Linked DNA regions of Callithrix jacchus: region 2 is linked to region 1. Evidence: chromatin contacts called from public Hi-C data. All regions are on one chromosome and are shown on one strand. The core of a region is the stretch at or near the end of the contact, and the rest is flanking DNA. Distances in the headings are between cores, read along the strand shown.

Region 1 (7,027 bases), core at 2,540-5,039:
AAATACCATTTGACCTAGCAATCCCATTACTGGGTATATATCCAAAAGAAAATAAATCGTCCTGACAAAAAGACACACATACTTACAAGTTCATTACAGCACTATTTACAATAATAAAGATATGGAATCAACCTAGGTGTCTATCAACAGTAAACTGGGTAAAGAAAATGTAGTCCGTATACACCACGGAATACTATACACCCATAAAAAGAGCAAAATTCTGTCCTTTGCAGAAATGTGGATGCAGCTCCAGGGCATTATCCTAAGTAAATTAATTCAGGAACATAAAACCAAATACTGTACTTTGTCACTTATAAGTGGGAGCTAAACACTGAGTAGTCAGACATAAAGATGGCAACAACAGACACTGGGAACTACTAGACGGGGAAGGGAGGGAGGGGAGAAAGAGTTAAAAAAACTATTGGGTACTATGTTCTGTACCTGGGTCATAGAAGCAAGTGTATGTCAAAGCTCAGCATCATGCAATATACTCATGTAACAAAACCTGCACATGTACCTTTTGAATCTAAAATAAAAGTTGAAATTTAAAATAAAATACAGTATTTGCAGAATTTGAAACCTGCCTACACAGAGGGTTAACTCTTAGTATAAGCCGGTTCCACAGGGCCAGCTGCAGAACTTGAGTATGCACCACAGTTTTACCAAGCCCCACGTGTACAAAGGGATGACTGTAATCTCACGCTTTGCCTCTATTTCAGTGTTGACATTTGAACCATTGATTAGGAGTTGTACTCAGGGTCAAATGTGTTATATATCCAAGAAGCTTTCACAATCCAACTAACTGCATGACTTGAAGAAGCCACTGAGCATTAGCTACAATGTTTCTGAACACAGCTTCAAATTTTCGCCCACAAAACTGGTGAAATTTTACCAAATTTTACTGGCGCCGCTGATAAATACCCATCTCACAGGTTCGGTGGGACAGTCTGCTGAGCTCAATCAGGGGAGTGCTTAGCATGGTGGCTGGTAGAGAGTGAGGACTAAATTAATAAAAGTGAAAGAAAAACTAAGCAAGAGTTTCTATTAGGGACGATATCAGGCACGAGGATCAAGTTAAGAATTTCACACGTCAACTGGGAGCTTTTTTACTTAGTCGGATCACCCAAGGATCCCCTGCCATCACCCAAGGACCCCCTGCCAATGCCCTATCCTTATCATCTTATGACTCTGTTACTCCTTTTCTTCTGAGGTCTGATGTCTGTTCTCTGTACTTGAAGACTTTTGGGTTTGGGAGTTGATAGAGTTAAGCCCCCCAAAGCTCTGGGCTTGCTATATCCCCCAGGTGTCTGTTTAGAGAAGCACTTCCTCCTCGGGGGTACCTGGGGCTTCCAAAGCTCCTGAGCCATGCCCCTCTGTTCATTTTCCACTACTGCAAAATACACACACTCTCCCTGCTTAGAAAAAGTAGTGGCATTTTTGCCAGTCCTCATCTTCTGCCATATTCAACTCTATTGGTTATTTCTTCTTTCTTTTCTTTTAAAGAAGGATAGTCTGTGTTTCCTTCTTTCAGGAACACTCAGTATTGCTAATAGGATGGGAGTTCCTTAGCATTCCAGGGAGAGAAAAGGGCAGAGTCAGTTGCTTGTTTCTTGTCTTAGTTTCTTGAAAAATAGATGAGCCATCTTTTCTCTTCTGTCACTTAGTGGGAAAGGATTCTCATAAATACATTTTTTTCCCTAGAGATACTGAGAAGTGACAGACAACTCATATCTTTATTTGCGTGAAAACATGCAGATGCAAACATGTGACCCACTAGATAGGGGCTACAGGATTTTGCTCTTTTCCTGAGCCGGGTATGAAGCCAAAACACCATTCCAGCCTGTCAAAATCAAAAGGCAAAATTCTTTGGCTGTAAGAGGCAGAGGGAGTCCAGCCACATTCGCTTGCTTAGCATCAATATGTAATACACAAAGGAAGGCAGACGAGAGATGAGTCATACAAATACGTAGTAAATAAATATATTTCATTTTCATCTCAGTAGCTTTTGCTTTTTTTTTTTTTTTCTCTTTTCTATGCCATCAGTCTTGAAATGGAGGTGGGGGTGGGGTAGGGTATGTGAGGAAATAGTAGGCTTTAGCTGGATAGTTTCAAAATGGTCTGGATAGTTCTGGCCTTGCTGCTCAGCTCTAGCTTTTTAAGAAAAAACCTTGTAGATTCTTAGATTAGAAGGCTTTCTAATTCAACACCTCTCACTGTACAGATGAGCAGTCTGAGATGCAGAGAGGGGACTGACAACAAAGTCACAGACCCAGGGGAGTGACTGTGTGTAGGGATTCTCTGGTTCAACAGCCTCATGCGATGCTGGAATGACCTAGACAGGTTAAGCTGACAAGAGGGCAGGAGAGTGAGTCTGGAACCGAGACGTGCCCTCCCAGGTCACAGCACCTCTGCTGTGCCCACGGCTAAAGGGACTACACTGAAGAGAAACAGACTGTGCCTTCTCGTGTTTCGGACTGCATTCTCAGTAGCTGAGGCCCAACCTGGCAACAAAATATCTGGTCCTGGCTTTGCAGGCAGTTGTTGCCTCTGGCATGTTAGAGTGCTTGGCCAAAGGACTGTTCCTGTCCTCTTGTTCTCAAGGATAGCTAACCAGCCTGCAGGAATGCAGAAACCAGCCCTGGGCCCACCGGGCTGCAGGCACACGGGAGCTTTCACCATCTCCAGATCCAAAGGTGGCCTGGTGATGATTTGTTTATCAAACTGTCGATTCCCAGCCCACTGCCAGCCCACACCCACCTAATCCACCCATCTGCCCACAGGCCAGCCTCCCTGCTCTTGCCACCTCTGGGGCAGGCAGGGCCCTCCATGGTTTTCCAGATGTGTGCAGGGAGGTCTCCTCAGAGCCCCCACAGTCAGACAATGGCCACACACTGCTTCCTAGGCCTTCCCAGGCAGTGCTAGAAAGAGACAAGCAGCCTTCCCAGCAGAGGCAACCGGCGCCGCTGATAAAATATTGGCAAAACGATCACGAAAGGCAGAGTCATGAAGCTTTCCCTCTGCCAAGGAGAACAGAAAGCACCAAAAAGGAGCCTGAGGGTCATGTGTCCAGAGATGCCAGGCTTCCTTCCTCCTTCCAGGCGGCCCGAGCGCAGGATCCCGCACCTCCCGCCCCCACCCCTGTTCCCATGGCAAAGGAGAGGAGGATCCACTTACTGCTAGTGTTCATGGTGATGTCTCTGCACTGGGTCTTTCATTCAATACGGAGGCCCCGGCTGCTTTTTAAATCTTCCGTTCTTCGGACCTCACTCATCACCTGGGGGGTGAAAAGGCAGTCCAGTGCCAGCTCTGTATCCTCAGGTGCTCTCTCTCCCTCTGCTGTCCCTTCTCTCTCTGGGCTGTAGCCACTGGCCTTGAAGGCGCGTGGACTAATACGCGCAGGTGAGAGCGAGGAGGAGGAGGAGGAGGAGGAGAGGGCAGGACACCGGCGCCCCGGTCCTCCTGCTCCTCAGATCTGAACCCCGGGCAGAAGTGGGGTTGGCAGCGCCTGCTCGCGCGCACCCCGCACTATTCCTGCCCAGCGGCTCCGGAGCCCAAAGGGGGTGTGGACCACAGGGAGGCAGGGCGGGGGCAGCGCGTCCCCGCCCGGCCTCAGGGAGCAGCGACCCGCCCCGGAACCCACCTCTCGGCCAGTGTCGGGAGCCAGAGGCCCCTGCCCCGGCCCCTGCGACCGATTCATGAATCTTGGTCCTCTTCTGGGGTCTCGAATTCCAGGGCGAGCAATGCGAAATAGGAGAGCTCGACATCCATGATGCGGGCTCGCGGGTTGGCAGCGCGGGGGGCGCGGCCGCTCGCTGCTGCCACCTGCTGGACGCACCGGCGCGTATCCGAGGCCCCGCCCCGCCGGGCTTCTGCCTGGGCCCTGGGGTGCGATGGGGGATGGACGGGACCCTGTGTCCTGGGACCAACGAGAGGGTGCTTGAGCGCTTGTTTTCCCTCCCTTGATTCTGAGGTCTAAGGACTCGACAATGACAGGGAAAGAAACATCATTGGTGGTGGTGGTGGTGGTGGTGGGGGGGGCGTGAAGGAAAGCCTGGCTTTGCAGGAAGACAGTTTCCATCCGGCCTGCTGCTGGAAAGCTTGGTGCAGTCTAGGCTTGAGGCGATCACTACCGTCGCTGCCTCGTCTTCCTCAACTGTGAATGTGGCGTCCGGACAAGTGGATGAGACAATAAGGGGCTCCCCAGCCTCCCAGCCTGTGTCCCCTGTTCCCTCACTGATTCCCTTTATCCCCGATCACCGACTCATCATTAGAATTATTTATTACTCCTTTTCCCCACAAGAATGTTAGCTCCATGAATGATTGGGTCTGTCAGTAGGGTTCACCTACAGGGCCAGGCATGTAGTAGCTACCAATAAATATTTGTTGACAGAGCAACCCAGACATTTTCTGGGTTTAATATTACACAGCCCTAAGAGTAGACTGCCTAGGCACCCCACCCTGAAACACTTCCCCATCTGAGGAGAACAGCAGGTATGTGGTCTCACAGGTCCACGCCAGTTTCTGTATGGTCAACCAACTATTCCCCCAAGTTTTTTTTTTTTTTTTTTTTTTTTTTTTTTTTTTTTGTAATTATATCTTATAGGTGTGTATTTTAGAAGTTTATATTCCAAAGTTTTTAGGTCATAATTGATTCAGTGGGGTAGGGCTCTTGACATTCCTGTGACTACTTACTCTGTCGCTTTCTGCACCTAATTCATGATCACAGAAGCATGACTTTTGAGTGCCAAAAAGCAAGACTGAGAGGACACATGATCCTTGTCTATAGCATGACCCCAATTAGAGCATGTGCAGACTCAAAGGCTGTGAATAATCACAGCCCCAGCTTAGACAAGGAAACAGTGGGTCAGAGAGGCTGGGCAACCTGCCCTAGGACACACAGCATCTTGTGGCAGAACTGGACCACATCTTCTCACTTCTAGCGTAATCCTATGTGAGAGTGGCTCAGTGCACTAGAGTCTGGGAGGTTAGTGTAAGATTGGGTAGCTGGCCTATTAAAATTGGGGAAAGAATAACTTTCAGGTAAATACAATGTTTCTACCTTACACAGGGAGGAAAAAATTGATAAAATTGATATGGCTCATGACCCCAAGAGGTGATCACCATTAAAGAATCTTTAGGTAAACTCAAGGATCAATGGATTTGAAACACATTTGATAGCTTGTTAGGAATTTTGTCCAATGGGGTGGAGGTAAAATTAGCCCTAACGTCCTCACAGGTATTCTCAAAATGTTGTATATGTACCAGACACCTGAGACACCTCCAATAATGCAGATTCTCAGACTCTGGGCTCCCTTGCACAGCATTTGAAACAAGCATCCCAGGTGATTCATAGCACTTTGCTATTGAAAAGGGCAGAGGCCTAAAATAGCTTTGAGAACATAAGTGATTAGCAAATATTTAAATTATTCCACTTTATGTGTCCCCTACATTATAAGATGGAATTTCCTTATTCAATTCCCAAGTTGCAGGTAACTTACTAGGTTCTAATTCTTGGAAAAATATATTTTTCTGAGAGAAAGTTTAGATAACTTAGACATGTAAAATTAACAGTTGTTGTCCATGAACATATTTAGTTATCACCCAAAGCCTCAATGTTCAGAAAATTTCAAATTATATAACATAATCAAATAAAAGCATGATATTGATTCACTAGTTCATTCACTCAGCAATTATTTATTGAGTGTCTACTTTGTAGTAGGCCCAGGGCTGGCTTCTGGGGATACCGTTGAGAACAGGACAGACAAGAGCTCTACCCAGTAATGGATGATTGCAGAAAAAATAAAAAAATAAAGAAAGAAAAAGAACTCCACCCTCATAAGCATAAATCCAGTTCTAGGGTGGCAGGGAGACAATTAACTGAGCAAAACACAAATTAGCTAAACCCGATGGTGTCCTGGGGAAAGCCCAGGCGCCGTTTCCAGCCTTCCTGGCTTTTAATCCCAGCTTCATCTCTTTCTGGCAGTCTCACTTTGGGGAAGATAGCCTCTATAAGCCTCAAAGTTTCCACCTGTATGAGGGCACAGTGCCTATCTTTTGGATAGTGTAATGCATGACAAATGAAGGCTTGATGCGTGCTAATTATTAGTATCACCCCTCACTTACACCTGCTCTCAGTGACAGTGCTGTCCTTCTCTACTCATGGAAAGCTGTTAGGCTTTTCCACAGAGTGGTGGCCATGAAACCATGCCTGAACATTTTCTAACTAATGGAGATTAATTGATGAATTCTTCTTGTCTGGGGTTCTCTTTGATAATATATCCAGCTAGATGTCGAAGAATTCAGCTCTTAGGAGAGATCACTGGGTCTTGGACCACTTTGTAAAGCCCAAATAGCATCTGCTGGGGGAACAGTCTTATTTTCTCTGCATAGTTTATAAGGATAGGAAAAAAGGGGTTAAAATAAGCTAAAAAAGCTTTGCCCTTGAGGATGTCCACAACAATCAGGGGCAGCGGGAAAGACGCAGGAGGAAGCTGGGGGTGGGATTCTCTGTGGATTTGGCTGTGAAAGTCATCAGGAGATCAGGGTTGTTGGCCCTGTCTTTGCAGGAGAATGGAGCTGAGACCCTCGGAGCAGAGGATCCCTTTGTTTGGAAGTTTGTTTTGAACGTTAAGAATCTGGAATAGAGATAAACAAGTGTCACCAGGAAACTGGCAAAGGCTCCGGGTGTTGAAAACCATGTGGCAAAATCATTGGGAGACAGACCTTCCAACTTCTTTGAGGGGAAAGAGGAAAGGCTTTGGGGCCAGCTTAACCCATGGCCATGGCCTCGCCCCTCACAGGCTGCTGCTGGGCTCCCATTCGTGGGCTTTTCCTCTCCACGAAGAGCTCCCATCTTTCCTGACTCCCTGTCCCTAACTGGGGTCATCTCGAGCTCTCCTCACTTTCTGCTCCCTGCCTCCCACTGCTGTTAATGACTAAGGCAACTCTTCGGCCCCTAACTTTTTCTCCAGCTGCCTTTCCCTCATTCCAGTCCAGTTGCATCTCTGCTTCCTCCTCATTTTGCTCC
Region 2 (7,027 bases), core at 2,521-5,020, 130 kb before region 1:
GTCTGGTCACCTGCCACCAAGGAGGCAGTCTTAAGCAGCAAGCTTAAGATCAGGACTTTGGTATGGAGAAAGCTGGGTTTGAAGCCCAGCTCTGTGTCTCACATGGGGAACGAATTCTGGAGCAAATTAATATCAGTGACCTAAGCTTGTTGTTATGGACTGAATTGTGTCCCTCCCAAATGCATATGTTGAAGCCCTAACCCCTAGTGTGACTGTATTTGGAGACAGGGTCTTCATGGAGATAATTAAGGTTAAATGAGGTCATAAGGGTGGGGCCCTAATCCAAGAGGACTGGTGTTCTTATAAGAAGAGGAGACACCAGAGATCTCATTCTGCATGCACAAAGAAGAGGCCATGAAGGGACATGGCAAGAAGGTGTCCCTATGAGACAGCAAGAGAGGGCTCACGTGACACTAACTCTGACTGCACCTTGTTCTTAGACTTCCAGCATCAGAACTGTGAGAAGATAAATTTCTGCTATTACAGCCACCCAGTCTGTGTATTCTATTATTGTGGCCCTCGCTGGCTAATACACCGGCAAAGCCCGCTTTCCTCTGAAGTGCCATTATGATAGTAGTCCCCATCCTATGGGTTCTGAGAGGGGCCACATAAGAGGCTGAGGACAGTGCCTGGCACACGGCAAGAGTTTGATGATTTCAGTTACTATCGTGAATACTGACGTGTGGCTTTCTCCCCAGTCGGCTGGGCATGACAGTCCCACCTCTCACATGGTAGGCAGGAGGCCAAAATGAGACCTGTGCCTTTTAAGCCTTGCCTGATGACAGAAGAGAGTACACACCTACCTGGGACAGGGGTACAAGAAAGGTCTGCTGGAATCCCTTTTTTTTTGAGACAGAGTTTTACTTGTGTCACCCACAGCGGAGTGCAATGGCTCAATCTCCACTCACTGCAACCTCTGCCTCCCTGGTTCAAGCGATTCTCCTGTCTCAGCTTCCCAAATGGCTGGGATTACAGATGCCCACCACTACGCCAGGCTAATTTTTGTATTTTTAGTAGAAATGGGGTTTCACCATGTTGGCCAGGCTGGTCTCAAACTCCTGACCTCAAGTGATCTGCCCACCTTGGCCACCCAAAGTGCTGGGATAAAAGGCATGAGCCACCACACCCAGCCTGGAAGACTTTTTGAAGTCTCACGTTTTATCTTAAAATGCATGCAGATTTTGCATTCTGATTCATAACATGGTTGTGTTTACAATTATTTATCAGAGTAGAAAACTGAGGATCCAGGCAGTTAAACTGATTTTGTGTGCCCCAGCCTCAAGACCACTTTACTTGAGATGGCCTTTGTAAGTCACAAAGGACTGATCTGATGTGAGGAATTAGTAGTATTCTCTTTTTAAAAGTCAACGTTGCTGTACAAGTAATCAGTTTGAGGTGCACTATAAAGTGTGTTGTATTTTACTAATGAAACCACAAACCACTGCTAGAGCTCCTCAGCAGTGGTTTAATTAGTAAAATACAGCACACTTTATAGTGCACCATGTGCCAGGCATGGTGTCAGCAGATTCATCACAATAGATCCATCCACTCCTTGCCTTCCTGAAGCTGACTTCCGGGTAAAGAGACACTGAAGAGTCAGATAACTACATCTATAAAGTTGTGACAAGAGGTGTGAAGGATGATAGTATGCTAGAAAAGCCTGCAGGAAGAGAGCAGGTCAGAGCCCTCCCAGGTTCTCAGCACCAAGGGATTCCTAGGAAGAGTGCTCTGGAGGCAGCCTTCTGACCTGGAGGTGTTGGTTACCAAGCATTTAAAGTGAAGTGAACTATTGTCACCCTCTGTCTTAGGATGACACAGTGCACTTTCTACAAGCCTGAGTTAGGTATAGAATTTTTTTTACTGGAGATCAGACAGGGTGGTATTTATAAACTGGCGGGGAGAGAGGTGGTGGAAGGGTGGCGGAGTTGGGGGGTGGGTAGGAGTGTGAAGGGGAGGGTGGATGGTGCTATTTGCTTTAGACATATGATGTGGGAGGTGGGAACAGCATGACTGAGGGGCAAGAGAGGTGCCTCTTCTCTTTGTTTTTCCTCCCTAATGTACACTCTCTGCACACTTGCCTAGAAATCAGTTAACAGGTGGGAACAGCTTTACAAAACTAGGCCTCAGTTGCCAAAGAACCAAACAGAAGCCCCCTCTCTTTCCTGCCTGCGCTTCCCAGCCCTTGAAGAAGATGAATGCGGTATTTTGTGTTGGGGAGGATCAGGTGGGGAGGCTGAACTGGAAGCCAGGAGTCCCCTCTGGCCCTCTAAGCTCGCCAAGCCCGACTTTCCCTGTAACAGGAGTGCGGGAGGTTATCCCACACCTGCTCTGGGCTCATTCCTGCCCCAGTACTTACTAATTGTTCCCATGCCGCTGTTTCCCTCCTTTTTTCCTCCCTTGAAGGGCTCAGCACAGCAAACAGGCAGATGGGGGAGAAGCGTGAGATTATCATGGGGAGAGGAGGGAATTTTCCATGATCAATAACAACACTTCCCCTGTTGGCACAGCACTCACCGGTTTATCTAGTGCCTTCACACCTGTGATCTCTTTGGATCCCGGAGGTGCAGACTGAGACCCTGAGGTTCCGATTCCCAGCCTTTGACACTGTTTCCATGTCCAAGTAGGTCACTTCTTTACAGACACACACACTCCCATTTGGCCACTTTACTTAAAATCTGCTCTGTGGAAGCGGTGGCTCATACCCCTAATCCCAGCAATTTGGGAGGCCAAAGTCGGCGGATCACCTGAAGTCAGGAGTTCTAGACTAACATGGTCAAACACCTTGTCTTCTAAAAATACAAAATCAGCCAGGTGTGGTGGTGCACGCCTGTAGTCCCAGCTACTTGGGAGGCTGAGGCATGAGAATCGCTTGAACCCGGGAGGCAGAGGTTGCAGTGAGCCGAGATCACGCCACTGCACTCCAGCCCGGGCTACAAGAGTGAAACTGTCTCAAAACAAAACAAAGCAAACAAACAAAAAGAGATATACGCTGGCCCCCAATGAATGCCGCCCTCTTGGCTCACGTCAATCTCAATTTCAGAAGTCCCTCCACCTCGGTGAAACGTCTACTAAACACATTGGAAAAAAGTCCGCAAGGTGCCTGGGAGACTATCTAGTCCAACTTTGTCGCCGGTCAGGGAGAAGGGCCTGGGCCGAGGACACAGCTGGTCCGGGACAGAGCCACCCCCCGCCTCCTCCCTCGCTCGCTCGCGCACACATGCACACGCGCGCCTGCTCACGGCGCTCTTCCTTCTCCCAGTGCCCCGGGTAGCTGCAAACTTGGGTGCCCTAGGGCTTCTCCCCAGGGGCTTCCCACGGCGGGTGTTGAACCTGTAAACCTTGTCTTCCCCTTTAGAATGGAAGGCGGCGGGAGGAGCTCGCGGTTCTCCAGAATCGAGAGGGGGATCTTTTATGAAGTTACAAATCCTCAGCCTAGGAAAACTCCGATTTCACACACGGGAGGCGACTCGGCCCCAGGACACGGGCATTGACATGCACTGGGTCGTCCCGGCAGCTGGAGGCACCTGTGCTCCAGCGCCGCGTCTCCCAGTCCCCTCCGACCGTTCCTCAGCCCCCGCCCCACCTTCCGCCTCTCTCCCTTCTCTTCCTCTCCCGCTCGGATCGCCGGGTCTCGCTTTCCCGCCCGGCGCAGCAAATGCGGGGGCCGTGGCCCCTCTTACCCCGGCCTCGGTCCATGGCGTCGGCCGGGTCCCCGGGGCGCGGGCAGCAGGGCGCAGGGCTCCGGCGCCGCTGGTGGCGACGGGCGCGCTGCGCTCTCGGGCCCGCCCTGCGGCTGGCGCTCTCCGCGGTCCCCTCCCCCCGACAGGATGCTCGCCGGCCGCCCCCGCCCCGCCCGCGCCCGCCCCTCCGCGCGGCTCCCGGAATAGACCCGAGCACGCCTCACCCCCTGGGCCGCCGGCCGCTTCCCCGCGGTCCCGCACACGCCCGCGCCGCGCCCTGCCGCCCTCTGGCCCTCCCGCCCTCCGCGGCGCTCCCGCTGGGGCCGGAGGACCCGCTTCCCCGTCCGCACGCGTTGGTTCCCGCGCCCGCGCGGCCCGCCACAGCCCGGACCCAGGTGGTGTGCGGCTTTGCCCGCGCTCCTCTAGCGACGCGGGCTCACCACCGTGCCCCGCAGCCCGCCCCATCCCGGAATGCGGAGGCCGGTGCAGCGCGTTTTCATCCGATGTATTCAAAACCCCCTTCCCTGCAGCCGGCCGCCTCCGGTTTCCTGGCTTTGGGTTTGTCTTCTTTCGCCGCGGGTCTTTTCTGAGCGCCTTCTAAGCCAGGGAGTGGGCCCGTGGCGATGTAGGTGCAGTGGCGGTGGTGTTGCGAAAGGAGAGTGAAAGAATAACAAAGATCTTCAGAAAGAAAAGCACCTAGGAAAGCGAGAGAGGCTTGCTGAAAGGTGGACAAGGGTTTGGGACACTTTCAACTAAAACGTGAAAACATACGAGGAACTGGGAGAATTCAGAAAAAGAGTAGAAAAATAAAACACGAAAACATGTAAAACAGAGTGATTAAAAAATGTGGAAACGAACGCTTTCAGCATACAAAATACAGTGCAATGTAAGTGCAGTCTTCCCAAGATTGTGGAAAATATCGCTATGACTCGTGTGGAACAGTAATGGAATTTAAGTTTAAAGCTGTATGAAGAACGTCAACTTCTTCACCTTATTAGGATATCCCTGTGAAAATAGGTCTCACTCATTTATATGTAATATCGAACGTCTGACTTTAAGACCCTTTGTCAAGTCCAGGACCAATTGTCCTCCTAGACACCACTCCTCCCACCAAGGGCCAGGCCATGGTTTTCAGCTTTGAGCAGTCCGCTGTTCCCTTCTTAGAACATTCTGGAATGGTGAACACCAACCACAAGGTATGGAGGCAAGAAAAGACCTGGGAAGGAGCATCTTGTATTTTCCCGGACTGGAAATATTTTCTCTATTGCTTTTGTGGGGAAATTGAAATTAACATTGTCTTTAAAAAATTGCATCAGTAATTTATTTAGTGTGTATGTGTGACAGCACTCCGACTAAACGTGGTGTTGTGAACATATGAAAACCTGTGCATGGGCTCTTGTTCTATTAGTTTGGTGCAAAAGTAATAGTGGTTTTTGCCATTGAAAGTAATGGCAAAAAACGCTATTACTCTTGCACCAATCTAAATACTACATAGTATAATAACTTTTCATCAGTGAGGTTTTCTTGCTCATCTGTGCTATGGGGAGCCTCATGATAGGACAAATGAAATGATGATACAGATCCTCTTTATAAACCACAAACAGCTATAAAATATGAGCCATTATTATTTTCTGAGTTCTTCTTTGTTGCTGTCCCCTTTTCCAATTTGAAAAGGTCAGTTTAAATTCTACAGCAGCCAGCCAACAGTTTACAAGTGGATTAAGTTTTAAAAGTTATCGGACTAGCTCACTAATTCTTCTAAAAACATAATATTTCTTTGAAATAGTTTAGGAAAACAGTATGAGATGTTACTGTTGCCAAAACAGAGACTTTTGTAGAGATTTTAATTTTTATAATGTTTAAACAATATTTAAGATAGAGAAGAGGTTTCACTATGTTGCCCAGGCTGGTCTTGAACGTCTGAGCTCAAGTGCTCCTCCCGCCTCCGCTTGCCAAAGTGCTAGAATTACAGGCATGAGCCACCACGCCCGCCCTGTAGAGATTTTTAAAGAGAACTTTCAAGGACTTCGGAGACATACTCAGAGAATCGGAACAAAAGAGTAAAAAAGGCTAAGGAAAATTTATGCATGTCCATGGAATAATTTATGGAGTGGAATTAACTGAGCTGTGGTCTGGGAAAATTATAGAAATGGGAGACCACGGTCTGTGCACAGTTCTGAGAATCGACAAAAAATTGTTGCTGGGAAGGTATAATGGTTCTGGTTTAAATAAGTACTCATAATGTCCACTAGATGGCAATGTTGACTAAATTGTCTACAGCTTGGTTGCTGTCAGAGTAACAGAGATGGATGAGAAAGTTATTTGTGGATTTGGACAAGGAATAACTATTTTTTTTGCCTGTATGCTTCCTTTAGTGAGGCCTGTAGTTCTAATAAAAACTAACAATCCACAGTGTCCATAAACTTGCTTAGGCAATATCGATTGCACTCTGTGCAAGTTGCTGTTGGAAGAAGAAATGCTAAGTAGGAATGATTCCCACTCTCAGGGAATCTATAATTTAGTAGAGGAGATAAATATGTACAAAACAATATAATACAAATTATTATATGAAAAGTACCAGAGGAGAAATAAAGTGTTCTTAGAGTCCATCAGACAAAGCAAGACTTTTTTTTTTACTAATCACGGAGGCAGTAATGGATGACAGACATTTGGAAGGGGGGCAACTGAGAACGTGTAATGAGGGGATAACATTATGGGCAAAGAATGGTGAGAACAAAGACAATGCGCTGAAAGGCGGAGGACGTGTCTGTGAAGCAGTTCAGCTTGGCCGGATTGTGCGTCATTGAGGGGCAAGCATCAGGGCAAGGATGGGAATGAGGGTTGTTAGTACCCCCTTTTCATTTCATTTTGAGCGCAACTCTCTGGCAAGGATTTTTAGGAGCTGCCTCATATCTTCCCTTTCACTACCTGCTTTGCTCACTTTCAAGTTTTCCAGGTTTGACTGGTGCTTGTCTGAAGGATTCTATGTGGGGAGCTCCAGCTCTCTAAGAAGATATCAGATTTGGCCCTAGTGAACAATACCAGGAAGCAAGCTTTCAGCTCCCTCCTGCTCCCGGTCTTGTGAAAACAAATGATACTCCCCAGTCTCATTCTTAGCTTATCAGGTGGAACTGGGAAACCCTGGGAAAGAAAAATTTGGAGGCTCAGGACTGTTTGTTTCAGGGAGAGAAACATACTCTAGCCTCTAACCTGTCACCTTACCTCCAGGGACTCCTTCCACCATGGCCACCAGAGGGACCATTCCACCATCCCAATCAGACCATGCAACTTCTCCCTTAAAAATATTCGATGGCTCCCCTTGGCCCTCAGCAGAGAGTCCAGATTTC

What was found. Hi-C and Micro-C count contacts between places; a contact is called where the count stands out from the background.
Region 2: a Hi-C map of skeletal muscle shows a contact between it and region 1, with 4 times the contacts expected there. The contact joins the promoter of AFAP1L1 here to the promoter of ABLIM3 in region 1. A contact is called at or near these places in 2 of 3 Hi-C or Micro-C datasets (both in skeletal muscle).

Annotation. Positions count from the first base shown.
Region 1 is chr2:47,830,991-47,838,017 of calJac240_pri, reverse strand. ABLIM3 (actin binding LIM protein family member 3) reads right to left here and starts at 3,789. Exons shown (of 24, transcript XM_002744352.5): 1 at 3,641-3,789; 2 at 3,175-3,274. The coding sequence starts at 3,187.
Region 2 is chr2:47,962,460-47,969,486 of calJac240_pri, reverse strand. It overlaps AFAP1L1 (actin filament associated protein 1 like 1), which reads right to left and starts at 3,770. Exons shown (of 21, transcript XM_078362588.1): 1 at 3,681-3,770.